Regions from separate parts of the Pan troglodytes genome. Here region 1 is linked to region 2. A link is a contact called in public capture Hi-C data. All regions are on one chromosome and are shown on one strand. Each heading gives the region's core, a stretch centred on a gene start, on an enhancer-like site or on the middle of the called end of the contact. The rest is flanking DNA. Distances are from core to core; before and after follow the strand shown. Region 1 overlaps KCNQ1 (potassium voltage-gated channel subfamily Q member 1). Region 2 overlaps KCNQ1 (potassium voltage-gated channel subfamily Q member 1).

Region 1 (3,680 bases), core at 988-3,487, 170 kb before region 2:
GGGGGCACACAACAGGTGCGCTGGGCTGGCAGGCGGCGCTGGCTGATTGACGGCGCCCCGTGTGTGGCGAGGGGGTGAGGAGCAGAGGACATAGGACACAGAACTGTCCTTCCTGACCACGTCTGGTGAGCTGGTCACAAACAATAGTGACAGGCTCCTTGGCCTGGCAACCCCACTGCTAAGAGTACTCAAGGAGACCTCACACAAGCACACAAGGTGAGGTGCCCATGGAATATCACAGGCGGGGAATTTGTCAGGGAAAAATCCAAGTGCCCAGGAGCTTGGGGACTGAGGTTCCAGGGTTAGGTAGAGGGCGGAGGCAAGCCCAGAACATGAAAATCTATATAAATGAATCAACTACTTGTAAGATATGTCCCCATCCAGGCCCACAATTAGAACCCACAGTTTTGTTAAGTGTAAGACCAAATAAGCTCAATTTTCATGACTTTACAAATCAGTTTTCAAGATAAAAATCCTAACCAACACCCTTTGTCACTCTTTAGTAGGAGGGTGGACACCATTTTAAGTGAAATCGATTTAGGGAGCTTTTCAGCCTGTGTTCGACATCCTTGGAGAAAACAACAACAAAGGCTGGGAGACAGCTCTGTGTCCAAGAGCGAGGACTGAAGGAGTCCACCAGGCTACCTCCTCCATCTGATGCAGCTAACAAAGGCCCAAAGAAAAATGGCCACGTTTCGAAAATCTGTCTTTCCCACCAGAATGTAAACCCCACATGAGTGGGACTTTTATTCTGGTGAAATCTGTGAAATTACTCTGAAGACCTGGGATCCTGCTCCCCTGACCTCCTGGGGAGGTAGAAATGGACATGCAGGGAGGGTGATCAGGGGAGGATTCTGGCCTCCTGAGGAAGGCTGAGGAAGGCCAGAGGAGGCCTGGGGGCCACAGTGAGGCTGGAATTGAGCTGCACCCCAAGCAGCAAAAAGGAGCAGGACAGGGGCCTGAGGCCACCCTCAGCTCAACATTCCTGACCCTGTCTTCTCACATAATCTCTCTCGTTTCCTATCTCAATGGCTCCAAGAGGCTGTCAGCATCACCTCCATCCTACAGGCGGGAGTGGACTCATCTGGGCGTCGTTGCTGAAGGCCAGAAAGGAATCACTTGCTGCCTGAAAAAATGACACCATTTTCTCTTTCTCTTCTGGGCTGAAGAACAACAAAACCCCCAACCCAGTCACCCTTGGAGAGAGATTCCTGGCTCTCCCGTAGACGTATATTTTCGGCAGAGGCAGTGAAGATGAATGGCCTCCTTGCGTGCCTTGGTGGGGGGACGGCTGGCTCGCTTGGCTGGCTCCAGCCTCCCCCTTCCTCCTGTGTTTGAGGTCAACCCTGGGTTGGGGTTGTAACAACTTTCAAGAACATACCCAGAGTCCTGCATTCCAACACTGTTTTTGCAGTCCACATGGAAGGGCCAAACGGCCCCCAGCCTTGCCAGGGAAGCCTCAGGGTGTGAACTTCTAGAGGGGGCTTTTGTGGCCCAGGCTTTTGTCCCCAGAGTTTATGGCAATGCTTGGCACTCAGAAGGCGCGCGCCAGCGGCGCGGAGGGGACGGACAAGGGGAGGGGCCGGCAGACGCGGTCAAGTGTCACGCCCGGGTGGGGGATGGGAGGTGGGCAGGGCGGGCCCGGCCGGGCGCTGGCAGGCGCGGGGCGCCCTCGGCGCTGCCCTTTGCCAGATGGGTGGCCTGGCATGTCCCGGCCACCCCTGCCACTCACCCCCTGAGGTCCCAAGTCCTCAGGGGTGAGCGGCAGACACGGGTTTTCCAGGCACAGCAGTGGGGGCTTCAGAACATCCCGATCCCCTGCATGGACCCGCTGGGAGGGGGGAAAACGCCTCCCGCACCCGGTGCCACGGCGGTGGAGACCTTGCCCGGGTTCGAGGTCGCTGCATTGGCGCCGGCGGAGGGGCTGGTCTCGGGCATGGCCTGGACGCCCACAGGCCTCCACACCGAGGGCCCACAGCGGTGTCGGAGTGCGGCCGCTGTCCTCACGCGGTCACCCCGGGGTGGTGAACACAACACGCAGAGAACTGGCCCGTGTCTCCGGCTCACCCCGGCGATGCCAACGCTGAGGCTGGCGCTGGCCCCGGCCCCCGGTGGTGCTCAGGGACGACGAGTGGGGGCAGGGAGGGCGGCGGCTCGCGCCACCTCACACCCAGCCAGCGCCTCATGCGGCGCTGGACCCGCTGGGCCAATCTGAGCCCGGGTGGCAGCAAAACCAGACCCTTTCGGCCAATGACAGGACACGGCACATCACTTCCCGCACCCAGCCAATCCGTGCAGCAGCCCGCCGCAAGCCTTCCCCTGCTGCCGCCCAATCAGCAGGTGGGGGGCGGTCGCCACGTCAGCTGCGGTGGGGGCAGTCGGAGCGCTGCAGCAGTCTCCAGGCAGAACGGTCGCCGCGTCGCCTCAGCACGGACCTCCAGGGAGCTCCTCAGCAAGATCCTGCCAGGGCGCCCCTCAGCGCGATTCTGCCGGGGTGCCCCTCAGCGTGGTCCTCCCCGGGGCTCCTCAGCACGATTCTCCGGGTGCGCCCCTCAGCGCGGTCCTCCTCGGTGCGTCAGTCATCGTGGTTCTCCCCGGCGCGCCCCTCGGCGTGGTTCTCCTCGGGGCTCCTAGGCGCGGTTCTCCCTGGGGCTCCTCAGCGCGGCGTTCTTCCGGGGGCTCCTGGGCGCGGTTCTTCCCGGGGACTCCTCGGCGCCGTTCTACCCGGGGCACCCGGGACTTTTCGGCGCCGTTCTCCTCGGGGCACCCGGGGCTTTTCGGCGCGGTTCTCCCCGGGGGTTCTTCGGCGCGGTTGTCCCCGGGGGTTCTTCGGCGCGGTTGTCCCCGGGGGTTCTTCGGCGCGGTTGTCCCCGGGGGTTCTTCGGCGCGGTTGTCCCCGGGGGTTCTTCGGCGCGGCTGTCCCAGGGGGTTCTTCGGCGCGGTTCTCTCCGGGGGCTTCTCGCCGCGGTTCTGTTCTCCCCGGGGGCTCCTCAGCATGGTTCTCCTCCGCGCGGTTCTCCCTGGGGCTCCTCAGTGCGGCACTCTCCTGGGGGCTCCTCAGCTCGGTTTTCCCCAGGAGCTTCTCAGCGCGACTCTCTCTCTGGGGCTCCTCAGCGCGGTTCTCCCCGGCGGCTCCTCAGCGCGGTTCTCCCACTCTCCTCAGCGCGGCCCTCCCCATCTCTCTGGGAGGGTTTGAACACGGTCAGCACGGAACTGGGCGGACGGCGCGGGACGGGTGATCACTGGCGTTGCTGAGGTGAGCTGTGTGCCCCGCGGCCGTCCCAGATCCCAGGCGTCAGCAGTGCAGCCTGGCCTGGGCAGTGCGCTCCCATCTGCACCTTATGGACAGCGTGGCCAGGGTCGAGGTCCGAGTTCCTGGCCGCGTCCCAAGGATCGGATTCCGGGTCTATAGTTCTCATGGTGGTTCAGAGTGGGCTGAATTGGGATTGGAGTCTGGAATCCGCATCGTGGTTCCGAGTCCGCGCTATTGGGATGGAAGTTGGGAATCCATGTTGTGGTTTTGAGTCAAAGCCCGAATTGGGACCGGAGTCGGAAATCCACTCAGTGGTTCTGAGTCAGGGCCCGAGTTAGGATCGGAGTTGGGAATCCCCGTTGTGGTTCTGAGTTAGGTATCCTAGTTGGGATCAGAATTCGGGTCTAGGGTCCACATCCTGGCTGGG
Region 2 (3,766 bases), core at 1,032-3,531:
GATTTCAACAGCTTCAGCGTCACTAAAGGGGAAGGCAGGAGGGACTTGTATCCGGTGGTCCTCAGTGATCAACACTGGGCTCCGGAGAGCCGGCCAAGTCACTTCTCCTGTCCCCACAGGGCAGTGGCTTCAAGTTCCGCTTGGTGGATTCTGAGCCTTTGTTCTTGGAACTCTTGCCAGGACATCAGGGGTCGACCCTGACCCGGGAGGAGCCTTGGCAGCTGAAGCTGGGTGGCAGCTGAAGTTCAGCCCACCTGGGTGTCCCCAACTGCCCCAGACAGACACTTGGGCCTACCCTGCTCCACCTGCCCCTGGTCCACTTTCACCTTCGCTACCCTTACCCGCCCAAAGCCTGCAGGCCAGTGTCTAGCGTCCTTTCACCCTGAACAGGCCCCGAGAGCCTCTGTCTCCCTGGGGTGGGCTCCAGGCAGGTCTCAGGACAGATGAGTGAGAAGTTTCTCCTACAGGCTCATGGGGCAGTGACCTGAAGTCTGGCCGGGCAGAGCTGCAGGCCGCCCCGTGCCCTGGGGGCTGTGCAGACGGAGGGCCCACATCTGTCAAGTCCTCTGGGTCTAGCTCCAGGGGCTCAGTGCAGACAGGAACCAGGGCTCCAGCCCGCACATACACAGGGCCCTGCAGTGAGGATCCCAGGGGTGCAGAATCTCAGTCCAGCTCTGCCTTTCATGAGCCCATGGCCTGCTTGCACATAGATCCTGGCACACAGTAGGTGCTTAATAAAGATTTGCTGGCTGAACAAATGCAGGCGGAAACAACCCTGCCAGGGAGAAGACCACCATGTTCTGAAGCCTCAGAGTGGCCTGGGTGGTGGGGACCGGTCTTGGCTGGGTAGCTCCCAAGTGACAGGGACAAAAAGGCAAGTGAGCCCACAGGCCCACAGACGGACACAACTCTTCCCAGAGCACCCTGCAGCCCTGAGGAGGGAGTGGGTACCCCCGTCCCTGGGCAACCAGTCTAGTGGGGAGTCGCCCCCGAAGCAAGTGTGCAGGACGGGGCTTCGTCAGACCCATAGGAGCTCACCAGGCAGGGCGAGGCAGGCAGGGAGGAAGACAACCCTCAGCGGGCGGCAGCTGCAGAGGGAATCAGACCTCGGGGTGGGTCGAGGAAAATCCTGAGTCACCCACTGGTTCCCCAACCTGGGCAAAGGTGCCTTTGCTCTGCGTCTTTTCCCGGCAGCGGCAGAAATGGTGCTGCGGGAAACCGCCCCGGGCCGTGCGCAGAGCAGGCTCCTCATCAGAGCAGCTGCGGGTCCCAGGTGAAAAACACCAGGTGAGGACCTGCGGGCCTGCGGGCGCCCTGAGCAAGTGGAGGCCAGGGCGCTGAGGACAGGACCCGACCTTGTTCCACAGAGAGGGCCGCCCAGGGCCGTCACGGAGGCCCAGAGACTCCCTACAGGGTCTCACTTTGCTGCTGGGAGGGAAACTGAGGCCTTGCTCTGAGCTGGGAGGGAAACTGAGGCCTCACTGTGTGCTGAAGGGGCAGCAGAAACCCAGGCAGTGGAGGCTGCAGCTGGCGGGAGGGGTGGGCCACCGGGCGGGGCGGAGGGAGCCTCAGCAGAGGGGAGGGAGCCTCAGCGATGACCTCATCCCCTAGGCCTCCGGGGCCGCAGCTCACGGGGTTTTTTAACCACAGGCATTGCAGGACAATTCCCTGGTATGTTCACCACCAAAGGCGCGGACTAGCCGTGTTTGTGTTGTGCTTTTGAGTGCCTCTCTCTTTGTGTGGAGTTTGACAAAAGCTGTGATCCTGGAGACAAAAGCCAGGCCCTCACCTGGGCCAGGGCAGGGTCTCTTACTGCAGAGAGCAGGGGGCCAGTTTCTGGCAGCAGCCGGCCTCGGCAAGAAACAGGAGAGCCACCCAAACCGGGAACTCCTTCCCAGGCAAGAACACGCAAAGCACACACACGTCAGACACACGTGTGCACGCACACACCAGGCATATGTGTACGCATGTGCGCACGGAGCTACCCACAGGCACGCACACGTACACTGAGTGCACACATGCACACGTGTGCCACTTCCACAGACATGGGTACACAGACGTGCACATGCATGTACGTACACACGTGCACACACAGCCCCCTCTGAATTCAGAAGCCAGGTTGGGGCCCTCTTTGCAGCCCAGGAAGTGGCTCTCCTCCCTGGGAGGCCTTGAGGAAATCTCCCTGCCCAGCAGATTTCCGACGTGGTGTTCACGTGCTGTTCACGGTGCCGGCCGGACTCCAGCCGAGACCAGATTCCTCCCGAAATGGCTTTTTCAGGCCCACCGCATATCCCTGGTTCAGCAGAATGCCTAATCCCTCCGAGGCCGCGCTGGGGTTTCCTTAGCAGTGCTGAGATAACAGCTTTCTGGCACTGCAAAGCTGGGCGTACGAAAAGAAACGAGAAAACAGGGGCTCCCTAGGAACACATCGCTTTGATCCATTTTTTCCCCCAACATTTAAACATCGTGCTCTCGGAATCCCTCATGCGGGTCCTGCACCCGCCCGGCCCCTCCTGGGTTCCCCAAGGCTGTGGTTTGGGCTCCCCGCGCTCAGCACTCCTTGGCGGGTGCCAGCAGCTCCTGAGTTGCATGTAGCACGAGCGCCCTCTGGCGTCTACAGGCCTTCCCGCCGCCTGGCCCCAAGGGCTGCAAACACCTTTGCTTCTCGTACCTCCCCGCAGCGCCCCCAACCGTCCTTCCTGCAACCCTGCACAGCCTCCCTCTGCTGGAATCAAGAACCCAACAGCCGTCCTCACTCCTCCAGGCCTGAAGCCTCGGGAACCTGCTGTCAGGTGACTTCTGCCTGTGCTCTGATCCCCACAGCCCTGTGCCTGCTGTCCGCTGGAAGCTGTGAGCCCTGGGAGGGGTCCCTGCCTGCCCCGCCAGCACCAGTTTACCTCCTTCTCACTGTGCCCCTCCCACCTGAGCGCCCCCTCCTCCAAGCAAGTGGTCACTGTCTCCCCACCCAGAGCCCACGCCTCAGTCTCGGCCCTGATGTGTCTGTACATCCGCCTGTCAAGGCCAGGCCCACGGCTGCCTCACTCTCTGCTGTGTCCCCAACGTGCCCCCACCATGGCCATGACTGAGTGACAGCTGGACCCTCAAATCCCCTTGAAGGATTTGTTTCCACGCGGCCAGTGCTTCGAGAGACTGCTGGGAAGTGTGGCAAGGCAAGTGGGAGGGTGTCTCCATCACGCAGGGGCAGCTGAAGCCGGGAGCACATACCAAGCTGGGTCGTCCTCGTTGGGCAACTCTGGCCTATGCATTTGATGCAGGGAGGGACATGCACGGCCAGGAAGCGCCATGCAGAGCTTGTGGGGTTAGCGCAGCCACGGGGTCCCACCCTCAGGGAGTGTGGAATGGCCTGAGGCAGACAGATGCTTGTGAGCCTCCCAGAGCCCCATGAACCCAGAACAGGGCAGTCGGCGGGGATGGTGTGCAGGATAGTGCCAAGCAGAGGCCTGAAACCTGACAAGAGGCTGAGTGCTGACACTCCCGAGGACAGCCAGGTCCACGTCAGAGGGCGTGCAAAGGCCCTGGGGCAGCCAGGAATGTCCAAGGCTTGGCCTGGAGTGAGTGAGCCCAGGCTGGGTGAGGTGGGGTGGGGAGTGTTACAGGTGACGGGCCTGAACGTGGCACCACCTTGGGGAATGTAGCCTAAATGTCACAGGGAGCTTCTGGAATGATCAGGTTTTTGTCTTAGAAAGTCCTCCCCAGCTGCTGTTTGCAGGGTTGCCTGGTGAGACGCAAGGTGTGGCAGGGAGGC

What was found. Capture Hi-C pulls out chosen DNA fragments and counts their contacts.
Region 1: a capture Hi-C map of stem cell-derived neural stem cells shows a contact between it and region 2, with 2.8 times the contacts expected there. The contact joins two enhancer-like sites. A contact is called at or near these places in 1 of 7 Hi-C or Micro-C datasets (stem cell-derived neural progenitor cells), 1 of 1 datasets of contacts at active chromatin or transcription factors (stem cell-derived excitatory neurons) and 1 of 1 other capture datasets (stem cell-derived neural stem cells).

Annotation. Positions count from the first base shown.
Region 1 is chr9:6,956,943-6,960,622 of NHGRI_mPanTro3-v2.0_pri, reverse strand. All of the region lies in intron 11 of KCNQ1 (potassium voltage-gated channel subfamily Q member 1), which reads right to left. Among named protein-coding and RNA genes, the nearest start is that of CDKN1C, 190 kb to the left of the region's middle. Within about 2 kb of position 2,237, at least 21 of the 24 cell types and tissues checked have an H3K27ac peak or open chromatin away from gene starts, as enhancers often do. A contact at or near this core is called in stem cell-derived neural progenitor cells and stem cell-derived neural stem cells, where this site is marked.
Region 2 is chr9:6,789,571-6,793,336 of NHGRI_mPanTro3-v2.0_pri, reverse strand. The region is part of intron 2 of KCNQ1 (potassium voltage-gated channel subfamily Q member 1); the gene reads right to left. Among named protein-coding and RNA genes, the nearest start is that of KCNQ1, 89 kb to the right of the region's middle. Within about 2 kb of position 2,281, at least 10 of the 24 cell types and tissues checked have an H3K27ac peak or open chromatin away from gene starts, as enhancers often do. A contact at or near this core is called in stem cell-derived neural progenitor cells and stem cell-derived neural stem cells, where this site is marked.